3 separate regions of the Gossypium hirsutum genome follow, and all the other regions are linked to region 2. A link is a contact called in public Hi-C data. All regions are on one chromosome and are shown on one strand. The core of a region is the stretch at or near the end of the contact, and the rest is flanking DNA. Distances in the headings are between cores, read along the strand shown.

Region 1 (4,322 bases), core at 399-2,898, 350 kb before region 2:
CTATTTTTCCACTAATCACGAGTAAACGCATCGTCCATCTAATCCCACCCTAAGAGAAGTTTGTATTATAGAATGTTTTGATAGCCTCTAGTAATAAAATTATTGTTTATTTTGATTATTATTAATATGTTATATTATCTTATTTGATTTGTTTGAAGAGTTTATTTTTTGATGGATATAATATAAGATTATATAAAACTACATTTTATTAATTTATTTTTATAAAAGAATATATTATTATTATTATTTACTACAAAATGATATATTTTCTACTTAGGCCTATTTATGGGTTGGGTTGAGTGTTCGTTCGAAAAGTGGGAGGGTTTGAAAAAAATATAGATCCAAGAAATGTGCTTGTGAAAAAAAAAGGGTTGGGTTGGGCCTCAGGTAAGGTTTTTTGGTCTAGGCTAGGCCCGAATTTGACAAAAAAAAAACTATTGTTTTGCTACAGTTTTCTCACTGTTTTGTTACTATTTCACTATTATGTTGCTATTATTTTGTTGTTATTGTTTGGATATTGTATAACTCTTTTTTTATTGTTAATTTTGCTACCATTTAAAGGCATTTGCTTGTTAAGTTGCAACTATGTTAGTATTATTTAAGTATAAAGAATTTTTTTATATGTATTTTTAATTTGTTGGGAAACATTTATTATAATGTTTTTAGTTTATTTGATGTATTATGTTTTTTAAATTTATTTTTATATAAACAATAATTAAACAAATTAATGCGGACTAGGCTGAGCTCAGATTTAGCATTTTTATCCTGACCAAATTTGAGATAAGCCTATTTTTTGGATTAAGTCCAAACTTTTTAAACAAGACTAAAATTTTGTTGGGCTCAGATCGAACCCAACCTGACTCATAAGACATGGATTTATGAGTTGAACATAAGTTTATTTTATTTAAGAAGAACTTCAAAGTTCTATTTGCCTAGAAGAGAGATGTGCATATTTCCCCAGAAATTGTATATTTAAGTGAAATTAGCTTTGACAACACCTTGTTTGTAAAGAATAATTCCCATACCCTAAACGAGTCTCCCACGTCTTGCGTATGATGTTTCATTTACTCAAGTCATTGGCCCAAAAAAGAGCAAAATAAATAAAAAAAATAATGAAAGAAATGAAAATCAAAAGCAGAGGAATCACAAAAGTGAAATGATTACAAGGACCCATGCGGGGTTAGTAGCAAAAAAAAGTGAAAATACATGTAACATAGTTTAACCAAAGGCTAAAAGACTTGAATTAAAATTTTAATTTTAGAAAGTAATAAAAATGAATTTATCCGTTTATCAAGAACACCAAAAAGGGAAAATTTGTTCAATCCCTTAATTTATACTCACCCTAAAAATAAAAATATATATTAAATTTCTTTGAAAATAATAAAATCATAAATTAATACATAATAAAATTATATTTTAACTTCTTAAAAAATTATAATTCAATTCTTCTTAATTATAAAAATGTAGAATTTTCGCTTAACATTACCTACCTTAATCATAGATGAAATCAGACAACAATTAACATTATAATTACCAACCGTACTATCGACATCTCCTATTTTTATCATTACTCAAATGTAAGGATTGGATGGAGTTCTGTCACAGTGAGATGGTTGATGCATACATGCATGGCATAGCATAGGCATGAATGGACCAGCCATCTCCCCTGCGACAGAACCCCACATGAACCCTTGATTTCTTTTTACTCCTCAACATTGTCTAAGCTCAGTTGCGTATTTATAGGCACATCACTTTTCACTATTTCAATCTTTTAATTTTTTTTTAAAATATCTTTTTGCTATACAATGAACACATTTCTCTTTGCAATTGGAATTTTTTTTCTTTATTCTTTTAGTATAAAACTTTTAAACTCCCCATAAAAATAGAATTAAACTATTATCAAGTTAATCGGATATAAACTCGATTAAAAATGTTATAAAAATATTTTTTTATATTTAAAATAAGTTATATTATTCGAGGTCATTTTAATTTTTTATTTAAGAAAACAATAAAAATATATGGAAGGATTTGAACCCATGGTAATTGCATTGGTAAAACCTTAAATTTATCACTCAGTTAAAATTTTATTTTAATTTTACTATGTACACTTTATTACTTCCATTAATTGTATCTATTAATAATTTTGTATTCATTTAACTCGACACCAACTTAAGATTGATGACAACACCGTAATAAATAATTGTATTATTTTAGTATTCTTAATTTGATATATTCATGTGTATAAATTTCATTTTATAATATAATCTATTTATTATTTTAATATTGTACATATTTCATGTATTTATTATTAATAATTTTCAAACTATAATTTTATTATTTATTGTATGTTATCTTTAAACACAATCTATATTCTAAATATATGATTTTAATACATACACATGTGATATATTTTTAAATTTCTAGAGAGAATAAAGAAGACTTATTTTTCATGAACTAAGACCTTGTTTGATAAAGTGATGAAAAATTCAATCAACTGAAAATTAATATTTTCAAAAATTTAATTTTTTAAACATGTTTAGTAATCCTCGGTGAAAACTATTAGATAACATTTTTTCACAAAAAATCTGTGGAAAATGATAAGTAAATAAGGACTTACTTATCACTTAATAGAGAATAAATTCAATTTTTTTCTATTTTATTTTATTTAATATTGTATCATCATTCATCAAACAATCTAATTATAATCCGTATTTAATTTGAAGTAATACACTAAACAAAATTTATAAGGTAAATTCAATACTTAATTTTTCGATAATTGTGTTTTAACATTTTTTAGTTGGTAGTAAGATTTGGGTTAACAATAATTTTGTTTTTAATGTAGTTTGTGGCTGAAAATAAATATTCTGTATTCGTTGTAAAGAGATAATAAATCATTTTCGTTTACTTTATAATGGGGAGCCATGTGGGCCTAAAATTATTTGGATGTTTGGCCAATAGACAGAATATATACATACACTTCTTTAACCAACCCAATATGCTTCACATCTTAATAAATAATTAATGCAATTACATGAAGTGATCAATTTAACTTTGATAATTATGGGAAACAAAATAGTTTCGTAACACTGAATTTGGATTCTCATTTTGAACGACGTCAACTTCTTATGGAGAATTACAGAAGATAAAAAATTGTTATACACCAATAGTTATCAACTCGAAATTCAGATAAGATCTGAGTCGTTTATCTGTGATTTGATTATGCCCCACTAGATGGACGTGCACGAGACATACAGTGAGAGAACAGCTAGGGGAGTTTACAGTACCAGCTCGCATATACTCAAGGAGTTCGCATGCAAAGGACTATGAGAAAAATATCACGTGAGTTGGAATGATACATTTGCTCAGAATGCCTAAGATATGCTCAGAATGTCAGTCTTATGAATAGTGGGGTCAAGTCATGAAGAGTAGAGTCAAATCATGAACAATAATAATATGTATAAATACCTCAATGTTTCCTTCAATAAAACACTGAGAAAAATTACTCAACAAAATTAATTAATTGATATAATGAGAAAAAAAATTGGTCTATGCAAAAAGTAAATTATATTCTTTAAAAAAAAACGCACTTGGAGAATATTACTGTAGAAATATTGAAATCACAACTAAAAAGAGCTTTTAAAATCAGGGATGGGATTGAAATAAATTTTTTAAAATTGAGAGATTAAAGTTAAAAAAATTGAATTAAAATGGTTTTAATTGAATTTTTGATTTTTAAGAGGGATTAAAAGTAAAATTTTCTCTTTGACAAAGATGTTGAAGGGGATTGAATTGAATTATTAACAATCGGGAGAGATTGAAATATCAAAAGTAGCCCTTAGAATTAAGATTCAAACTACGAATTTTGTGACAGGGCGAAGTTAGAAATTTTGTATTAAAGTGCTTTATATTGAATTTTTAACTTTTAAGATAAAAAAAAATCATTTAACAAAAAGGTAAAGGGGATTGTTTTTTTAATCAAATATTTCTTTCATTTTTTAAAGAGAAAAAGGAATTATCGACGAACGTTTCGCACAAAGGCTTAACAAGGCCACAAACTCAGCTACAAAAATAAAGAAAGTAGTCGAGGATCGTAGTCTCGTACAAGATAAAACCTTGAAAGAAAAGTATAACCTAAGCCTCCTAGAAGGAGAAAACAAATTTCCATTACTTGAATCAGGCCTCCCTATTGATATATTTACATGTGGGAGCAAGGAGAGACCTTTACATGTACCCTCTTTTCCATGTGACACTCACAGCAGAGAAGGAAATAAGACATTGATGCAGCGAGTCTCTATGTAGGTCACTGCCGCAATGATAGTGAA
Region 2 (4,886 bases), core at 2,246-4,745:
ATTTATGTTTGACTATTTTATATCTAAACAATATATGTGTATTTGTGTTTATTTATTGTTTGTTTATTATTTATTAACATTGTTATATGTTCATGAACATGTTCAATTATATGTTCATGAACATGTTCGTGAACATGTTCGATTAAGTTAAATGAACATGTTCTTGATCATTAAACAAACGAACATGAACAAAAAATTAAAATTCTTGACGAATACAAACCAAATACGAACAAGCTTAAAAACAAACGAACATGAATAGAGATTTGTTCATTCAAGTTCAGTTCATTTGCAGCCCTAACCATACTCGTAACCATTCAAGTGTTAAATTTTTTTTAATGATTATAATTTTAGATAAGTTATAGTGTTAGTAATCTGTCCATTATCAATGGAGTTTTTTAATTCCACGAGTAAGGTTTAGTGCATTTGAGGTGTTCAATTGATTAACTGACATGAACTATCATTAATCGAATTAATTTGTCCTTTTAAACCCTTAACCGTTAACTGAACTAAACTTTTTCGATTAATTCAGTCAGTTAATCTAATTAATCGAAATATATGTGTTTTATTATTTTTTGATTAAAACAATTATAAAACATATAAAAAATTAACCGAATTAACCAAATTAACTGAATTAATCGAATCAACCGAATTTAATATATGTAAAATATATATAAAAATATAAAATTCCAATTAATTTAGTTAATCAACCAATTTCAAACCGAATTAACCGTTAACTGAATTTTTAAAAAATTATTAACAGACTCCCGGCCGAATTAATTCGATTAACTGACCGATTAACCAAATTCAATCGGCTAACTAAATTAATTCGATTTTACCCAAAATTTACACACCCTTAAATACATGATACATGTCTGTTTTAATTTATTTTTAGAAAAATTATTACACTTACAATAAATGTCCAAAAGAAAAATAGTAAAATATTAAAAAAATATTAAAAAAAAGTATAGTGTCAATGTATCGAGTACTCACCCTTTTATTTTTTTCTAATATTCTCCTAAAATCACATGGCAGCATTTTACCTTTGTTCGAATGCATCAAATAATTTTCCTAAGCTATATATATTAATTAAGGTTTAGGATATATAATTTTTTTAACAATTTGTTTTTATTGTGATTTTTTTATTATAATATTATATAAGTAGTAAGATATATATTTTTATGTACATGTTTTTAAGTTGAATAATTTTATTGTTATTTTTAGTTTTAATCTATAATTTATTTTCATAATTAATATTTACTTTCATTACAAAACCTTTTAAATGACTCATCTTTCAAATATTTATATATAATTATTAAGAGTAAATTATACAAATAATCCCCTAATTATGTTTAAATTTTTATTTTGATCATTCAATTTTAAAAATTTTTATTTTAGACACTAATGTTAGAATTAATTTATATTTTAGTTGCCCACTATTAAATTGATAAAAGAAAGTCCTTTTCTAATTACTATAATAACACATTTAATCCTCAAATACTTACAAATTTTATCAATTTAATCCTAACTTTAAATAATTTAATAATTTTAAATAATTAATTTTCTACATTCTATTTAATAGGTAAATACGATTAAATTCTCAATCACTAATTTGTATAATATAAAGCACAAATATAATTATTCTCTTCATAAAATCCGTTTTATAAAATAGAGGACTATAAAAAATATACATTATCTGCTCAGAAATCATGAATTTTCTTCTCATAGATTTTTTAAAAAAAATCTCTGAAGTCTGACATGTGAATTTATTTCATAATTCATCACAGCAGAAGTTATGGAATAAAGCAGTTTAACAAAAGATAAAATCAAAACAATGTTCAAAATTAGCTCTCATTCTTTCTCTCAAAATTTCTGCTCATTTCTGCAAATCGGAATAGCGTATATTGCCCATATTAGGCTGAATAATCATAGAGCTAATCAAATTAATTTCTCAACTTGGAAACACAAATTGAAACTTTTAATCCAAAAATAGAAAAAATATCGCAAGTTGAATTTTGAGATCAGAGTTTGGTAAAAAAAAATTGTCTGTCACTGTTGAATCAGAAACACGGACCAATTAAACCTCATCATATCTCAAAATTTTAAAGAAATTTACAACGAAAAAAATCGAGAATTTTTTAATAAATTTCAATAAATAAATGAAACAAAGGAACGATCATCAGAGACTTAAATACAAGTAATCATGGAATAAATCCATTCATATTGTTGCAGTTTTTTTTTCTCATCAATTGATCGATGACAAATACAAAACGAAGGAAAGAAATTTTCGGTGAAATGAAAACCATAAACCATAGATCTGAGAGCTGAAAGGAAACGAAATGAAACCTAGTTGTGAAGAAGAGGGAAGGTGGCGAAAGTGAGGGTTTTCAGGGTATTTATAGATCTAATTGGAGAGGTTGCTATAAACCCTAGATTGCAACTAGAGAATTGAAACTGGCTGAATTGCTTAATAATTGAAAACGGATCGAACAGTTTTCTTGGCCTTTAAAATTCCAGCTCTTCCTCTATGGGCTGAGTTTAGATTTTGGGCTTTTTCTTTCTTTCTTTTTTTTTGTTTTTCAACATGTGAGGTGTAGGGGGTATTATTGTCAATGTAGGATAATGTAAGTTCAATTATATTGAAGCGTATTATTTTTTTATTTATGCGTTAAGAAAAGACTATAGCTAATTTTAAATATTGTGTAAAAAAATAAATATGATCAGAAACTGTAATGAGATTATTAAAAAAAATTAATTTTTTTCATTAAACAAATAGATAAAAGGAATGCAAGTAAGGGAATTCATCCAGAGATAAAAAGAAGAAATTGTTTTTCAAAAAACTGATTAGAGATAATTATAAAAACAAAAATTTCAAACCAATTTCATCCTATATATTGAATCTCTCCAATGGCTATGTGGAGATGATGAAGCTAACAGTCATCAGTAGATATTGGGTGAAATTTTACAAGTAGATTCTTAACTAAAACCCCAATCGATTTCAACATTTTGGTAAAGTCTTCATCTCTTATATATATTTTTATTTTTTTATAATATAAAATAATCATTTAATTTTATTTATATTTAATTATATGTGTTTGAGGATGAAATTGATATAATTTGTAAATACAAAGTGTTAAATTTATTGAATTATATAAAGTTAGAATCAAATTGATAGAATGTGTAAATATCGATAACTAAATATATTATTATACTAGTTAAAAAAGACCATGACATTAATCTCGTTAGCCATTTGATGGAAAGTGAGTAAAACGGAAACGATCTAAAGCGTTAGTGACCAAATTAAAAAAATTATACATTGATAATTAGATGATTAATAGTATAATTTACCCAAAATATATATAAAGAGAAAATAATATATTTTGTGTGAATTACTAATTAGTTATCTTTCTCTAAATAGAATTAACCGATTAACTAACGAAAAGAATTTTAAGTATCAGTGAAAAAAAACAAAGTTTAAAGACGGATTTCTAGGATAAGCCAAAATAAAGTGAAGAACTCATTGTTTCCAATTAAGATTTTCTGACATCTGCCAGAAATTTTATGAAGCTTTCTTACGGAAACATTAAATATTTTGGCCAAATCCATGGCCGCCAATTAAATTCACTCTTAAATGGAAGATGATTTGAAAAAAAGAAAACAAGCAAGCAAACAAACAGATTAATTCTTTTGCGAATATTGGATCCAAACAAATAGAATTTCTTTTCTCATGGAGTACCAGTATTTTCTCGGATTCTTTCTTCTTCTTTTGATCAATTTTACTTTGGTTTCGGCTGAGATTAATGGATCGGTGCTTAAAATGAGAGGAGGAACTTCTTCTGTTCAATTTGATCCCACTTCTGTTACTCAACTCTCATGGCGCCCTAGGTAACTTCAAATTCTAATCCTTTTTGCAGTTCAGGTAATTCAAAACTTTAAAATTTACGATTTTTTTTTCTTGAAGGGCTTTTATTTACAAAGGATTTTTATCAAGTGAGGAAAGTGATCACCTTATTTTTCGGGTAAGCAACCATTTTTCTCTTTTGTTGTTGAAGAATTTCAACATATAAAAAAAAATTGTATTAATTTCAGGCTAAGGATAAGTTAGAGAAGTCAATGGTGGCAGATGATGTATCAGGCCAGAGTATTGAAAGTGAAGTTCGAACCAGCTCCGGCATGTTTCTTGAGAAAGCTCTGGTATATAAATGAATTGTCTTTCATTCCTTTTTTTAGCTTAAAACTGTGAAATTACTGGAATTTATGTTAATTTAAGAGAGGAATGCTGAATTTATGAGTCGAATTGTTGAATTTAGAAGTAAAAGGAATTGATTTATTATCCATATGATCTTGTTTTTGTGTAATTTTATGCAATCTTATTCTTGCTTTGTTTAAGAAAGGATGAAGCATCTGGCTGCTTATTATTATGTCATTGTATTAGTACTTTCATGCTTTTTTTTCCCTTCCGTGGGATACTGGTCATAGCTGTTTGAGATTGTTCTGTTTTTGAGAACATGTATTTGATATAGACTGACTATATGAACTGAAATTTGCGTGGTGCTTGTGAGATTTTAATCACTTGAATGGCAGAATGCTAGGTGTTTGATGTTAGAACTTGTATTCCGAAATGTGATGGTTGATGCATTGTGTGGCTTTTCTACTCATTATTCATTCAAACTTAATCCGAGAGCCGAGTCTTTGCTGAAAGAATCTGTCTCCCCATTGAACCAACAGTCTAGAAGAATGTTACGCATTGTATTCCGAAGTGTTTGTACTGAAAGCAGTTGTATTCTGAAATGTCATGGGTGATGCATTGTGTATTTTTCCCCTCATGATTCATTCAAACTTAATCCGAAAGCCAGGTCTTTGCCGAAAGAATCTGTTTCCTCATTGAA
Region 3 (4,686 bases), core at 472-2,971, 460 kb before region 2:
TTATTAATTCACACATATAATGTTTGTGTAATATTTTTAATTAAAACTATTAATTTATTTATCATTTTAAATAAGTCCTGTATTGAATTTTTATTAATAGCATTATTAATCCCTTTTAAATTATGATTTATTTTTAAATAAATCATTTATATATTAATTTTTAGTAAAAACGCAATCTTTTAGATTACGGTTATTATAAAAGATAATGTAATTTCCTTAATCATTATTATTTAGTAATTTGATAATAATTATGTTTGGACTAAAATATAATTACTTAGTGAAATATAGCAACATGTCTCTTTTTCTTATTTAAATACTTACCAAAAAATTATAAATGTAATTTTTAACTTATTACCTATTTATTATATTTTTATCCTAGTTATTTTATTTTATGCCTTTTTTAAATTTATGTTAATTGATTCACCATCGTAATAAAAGGTCATTCACTGATATATAAATATGATAGTGGATAGGGACTGCAAAGAGTTAGACTTTTTCTTTGGCTAGCATTTAAGCAAAGGCTTCTTACTAACGCAGAGCGAATTAGATAAGAAATTGGTTATAATAGCTCTTGTTCGGCCTGTGGTCATGAAGTTGAGGATATTATTCATGTACTTCAGGATTGTTTCGTAGCTAAGGAAGTTTGGATGCAGGTTGTCTTAAGTGATCAACAGTGTAGGTTCTTCTCTGGAAATCTCTATGATTGGTTCGTGTATAATCTTTCTTGCCATGAGAGGTTGACTGGTAGGAGAGTAATTTGGTCTTATCTCTTTAGAATCATTGCTTGGCGACTCTGGAAAAATAAGAATATGTTTATTTTCCAAGAGGTTTTTTGGATGATTCTTGAGGTTGTAAATGTCTCTTTTAATTGGACGAGGCAATATGAGTCAAGTTATAAGATGTTTTAGCATACTGGTTTACCTTATGGTCCTTGAGGGGCATTTACAAAATATTTTATTCATTGATGATGCAGTGGCAAGGGAGAATGAGAGTGTAGTGGTGTGTTGTGAGATCAGCAAGGGAATTGGATCTTAGAGTTTAATCTTCTTGCTGATTGCCTAGCTAAACTAAGTTTAGTGTGGAGGACAAGTCTACATGTTTTTTAAGATGCACCCAATAAAATTTTGGGGTACTACAACAAGACAAAGAGAATGGTGCTTTTGCTCAATTTAATAGATGTAACTTTAATTTTTTTTTAATTTTTATCACACAAAAAAGTAGAATTTATTTCTTAATATATTTATGTAGGTTTTCTATTAAAGATTAGATTAATTTTATTTTTTATTACCTAATCTATTTTTATTCACTTCAAAACTTAAATCAATATAAATAAGGAAATAAAAGTCTCATCATTATCTAATTTAACTGTGAAAATATCTTAAAGTTTCTTTGTTTTGATACAAAAAAAATTTAGAACTAGCCATAGTCCTTTCTAACCCTTTAACAAAAAGATAATTGCGTTTCAGCACACTTAAACTTATATCCTCTTACATGGACAATAATGCTAATATCAACCGAGTTAGTACTCAATTAGCAATACCAAATTATTGCAAACAGATGGTGCAAAATATGTACAACATTATATTTGAACTTAAAAAGAAATGGCAGGGCTTGCTATAACTTAAAAAAAATAAAAGCCCATGACCAAAATGATGAGGATCCCGAGCCCAGATAATAGAGCAGCATAAAAGGCAAGCCATTGTTTTGCAGTTAATGAAAACCTAAGACTCTGAACCTGGATCTGTTTCATTTGGTGAAAAAGCTTGTGAATTTTATTTTATTTTTCTAGTAAATTGGGATTCCGTCGTTTTGTATATGAAAGGGAGGGAATTTTTTATCAATTTATGCAAAGCATGTAACGATGGAAAATCAACAGCAAAATTACATTCACAAATTCTCAAAACTGGGTTTTCCCACGACAGTTTCCTCGCCACAAAGCTCACCTCTTTGTATTCAAACTTCAGTTCCATTGAGCAAGTTCAAAAACTGTTCGATGAAATGCCTCAAAGAACTGTCTATCTGTGGAATTCAATTCTTAGAGCTTATTCTAAACATAAAAAATGGAAAAAGACTTGGGTTTTATTCAAAAACATGATATCCGATGATAAGGGGGAGGAAAATGTGCCTGATAATTATACTCTCTCTACAGTTTTAAAGGCTTGTGCAGAGCTGCAGTTGCATAAACATGGTGAAATTTTGCATGGTTTTTTGTGGAAACATGAAAAGATAAGATTGGATTTGTTCGTGGGATCTGCGTTAATTGAGTTTTACTCGAAATGTGGTGAAATGGGTGATGCTTCCAAAGTTTTTAATGAGTTTGAGAAACCTGATGTTGTTTTGTGGACTTCAATGGTGAGTGGATATGAGCAGAATGGATATTTTGAGAAGGCTATAGCTTTTTTCTCAAGAATGGTAGTGGAGGAGGGTGTTCATCCAGATCGCGTAACACTTGTTAGTTTAGTTTCTGCCTGCGCAAAGTTGATGAATCTCAAGCTTGGCAGGAGTGTACATGGTTTTGTTGTTAGGAGAGGGTTTGAAAGTGAATTATCTTTGGTTAACGCATTGTTGAATATGTATGCAAAGACAGGTATTGTAAAAGTAGCAGAAAATTTGTTTAGGATGATAGAAGTGAAAGATGTTGTAACATGGAGCTCAATGATTGGTTGCTATTCTCGTAATGGGGCCGCAGTTGAATCATTGAATCTTTTCAATGAAATGATCAACAAGGGATGTCGACCTAATGCAGTTACTGTTGTTAGTGCACTACAAGCCTGTGCGGTTGCTTGCGATTTAGATGAGGGTCGGAGGATCCATGAACTTGCAACTAAGACAGGTTTTGAGCTAGAAGTCTCGGTTTCAACTGCTCTGATCGATATGTACATGAAATGTTTGTCACCTGATGAAGCAGTTAATGTCTTTAGGAAAATGCCTGGGAAAGACGTAGTTGCTTGGGTTGCTTTGTTAAGCGGGTATGCTCTAAACGGGATGGCTAATAAATCTATCGGAATCTTCAAAGATATGCTGTGTAGTGGAATCCAACCTGATGCTGTTTCTATGGTAAAGATTCTTGCTTCTTCTTCAGAGTTAGGTATTCTTCACCAAGCAGAATGCCTCCACGGTTATGTCACTAGAAGCGGCTTCGATAATAATGCTTTTATTGGGGCTTCTCTCATAGAGTTGTACTCGAAATGTGGTAGCTTGGATTATGCAATAAAAGTGTTTGAAGGAATCATAGACAAGGATGTTGTTCTGTGGAGTGCAATGATTGCTGGCTTCGGAATCCACGGAAGAGGCGAAGAAGCATTAAAGTTATTTCACAGGATGGTCAAGAGTTCAGCAGCGAGGCCAAACGATGTAATGTTCGTCTCTATTTTATCTGCATGTAGCCACGCAGGTTTACTTTTGCAGGGGATTGAAATATTCCATATGATGGTAAACGATTATGGACTGCATCCTGGTTCAGAGCATTATGGCATAGTTGTGGATCTCCTTGGCCGTACCGGAGAGTTAGAAAAAGCCATGGACATTATCAACCGAATGCCAGTTCCAGTTGAGCCTCATGTTTGGGGTGCATTACTTGCTGCATGTCGGATTCATCACAACGTTGAGATAGGTGAAGTAGCAGCAAAGAATCTCCTCTGTTTAGATTCTAATCATGCAGGTTATTATATTTTGTTATCCAATATGTACGGTGTTGATGGAAAATGGGGTAATTTGGCAAAAATTAGAAGTTTAATAAAGGAGAAGGGGTTAAAGAAGATGATTGGTCAAAGCATGATTGGGATAAGAAACGAAGTTCATAGCTTTGTTGCTGATGATAAACTTCATCCTGAATGTGAGAAGATCTATGAACTTGTAGGACAATTGGAGTTAATTTTGAGAGTGCAACTACAACATATTTAAGGAGTTTCTTGAGCTCTATCAAAATTTAAGATAACCCGAATCATAGTTCGTTCTGATATCGGCTTGATCAGTAGCTCGCTCAGCAATGACATTGTAAGAACATGAAGTAACATAAATAGATCTTCCAGTAAATTGTTGTTGCAAGTGAATTCTAGATTTCACTGAAACTCATCCACCATCCGTATATCGGCTTGATCGGTAGCTCACAAACAACATTGTAGGAACAGGAAGATAAAGAGATCTTCCAGCCATGGTAGCTTTTGTCCAAAGAACAGGATGTAAAAATTTAGTAGCTTCTGGAGATATAAGTTACTATCTTGCTCCAACTTTCATTTTTCTTGAAGTATATGCATTTGTTTTTGGCAGATACTGAGACATACGTATGAAATATATAATTTTCAATTTTTTTATAATTATTATTATGATAGTTTATTATAATAATTGATTATAACTATTCTAGTAAATATACAATATTGTGATTGAATTATTTTTCTGTGTTTCTTAATAATGATTTTTTTAATAAAAATCTTATTTTATTTTATTTTTGGTATAATAATTTTTTTCCCTCTCCAACTTTATTAAGAAAAAATTATTTTAGACCTACATTTAATTTTTCGCTTCTTTCAACCATTTGAATTTGCATTTTTTTTAAAACATCCAAAAATGGATTAAAAAGTTCAATATTTGTTAACTTTGCTGACGTGGTATGCACAAGGATTACCACGTAGATAACACATAAGCATTTAATTAATTTTTTATTTTTTTATAATTTTTAATAATTTT

The links. A called contact is a pair of places that touch in the nucleus more often than the background predicts.
Region 1: a Hi-C map of leaf shows a contact between it and region 2, with 1.7 times the contacts expected there. The contact joins the enhancer-like site here to the promoter of LOC121203192 in region 2. A contact is called at or near these places in 10 of 34 Hi-C or Micro-C datasets (anther, callus, hypocotyl and 2 more).
Region 3: a Hi-C map of leaf shows a contact between it and region 2, with 2.7 times the contacts expected there. The contact joins the promoter of LOC107892369 here to the promoter of LOC121203192 in region 2. A contact is called at or near these places in 3 of 34 Hi-C or Micro-C datasets (all in leaf).

Annotation. Positions count from the first base shown.
Region 1 is chrA09:7,098,698-7,103,019 of Gossypium_hirsutum_v2.1, forward strand. No RefSeq gene overlaps it. Among protein-coding and RNA genes, the nearest start is that of LOC107892791, 8.7 kb to the left of the region's middle. Within about 2 kb of position 1,649, at least 1 of the 9 cell types and tissues checked has an H3K27ac peak or open chromatin away from gene starts, as enhancers often do. A contact at or near this core is called in leaf, where this site is marked.
Region 2 is chrA09:7,443,484-7,448,369 of Gossypium_hirsutum_v2.1, forward strand. It overlaps LOC121203192 (probable prolyl 4-hydroxylase 6), which reads left to right and starts at 3,496. Exons shown (of 8, transcript XM_041077480.1): 1 at 3,496-3,882; 2 at 3,959-4,016; 3 at 4,087-4,191. The coding sequence starts at 3,725. LOC121206938 (small nucleolar RNA Z199) reads right to left here and starts at 2,252; the gene lies at 2,172-2,252. LOC121206940 (small nucleolar RNA R64/Z200 family) reads right to left here and starts at 1,790; the gene lies at 1,691-1,790. It overlaps LOC121206939 (small nucleolar RNA U54), which reads right to left and starts at 1,933; the gene lies at 1,844-1,933. It also overlaps LOC121207242.
Region 3 is chrA09:6,987,392-6,992,077 of Gossypium_hirsutum_v2.1, forward strand. It overlaps LOC107892369 (putative pentatricopeptide repeat-containing protein At3g01580), which reads left to right and starts at 1,722. Exons shown (of 1, transcript XM_016817437.2): 1 at 1,722-4,316. The coding sequence starts at 1,816. The coding sequence ends at 3,903.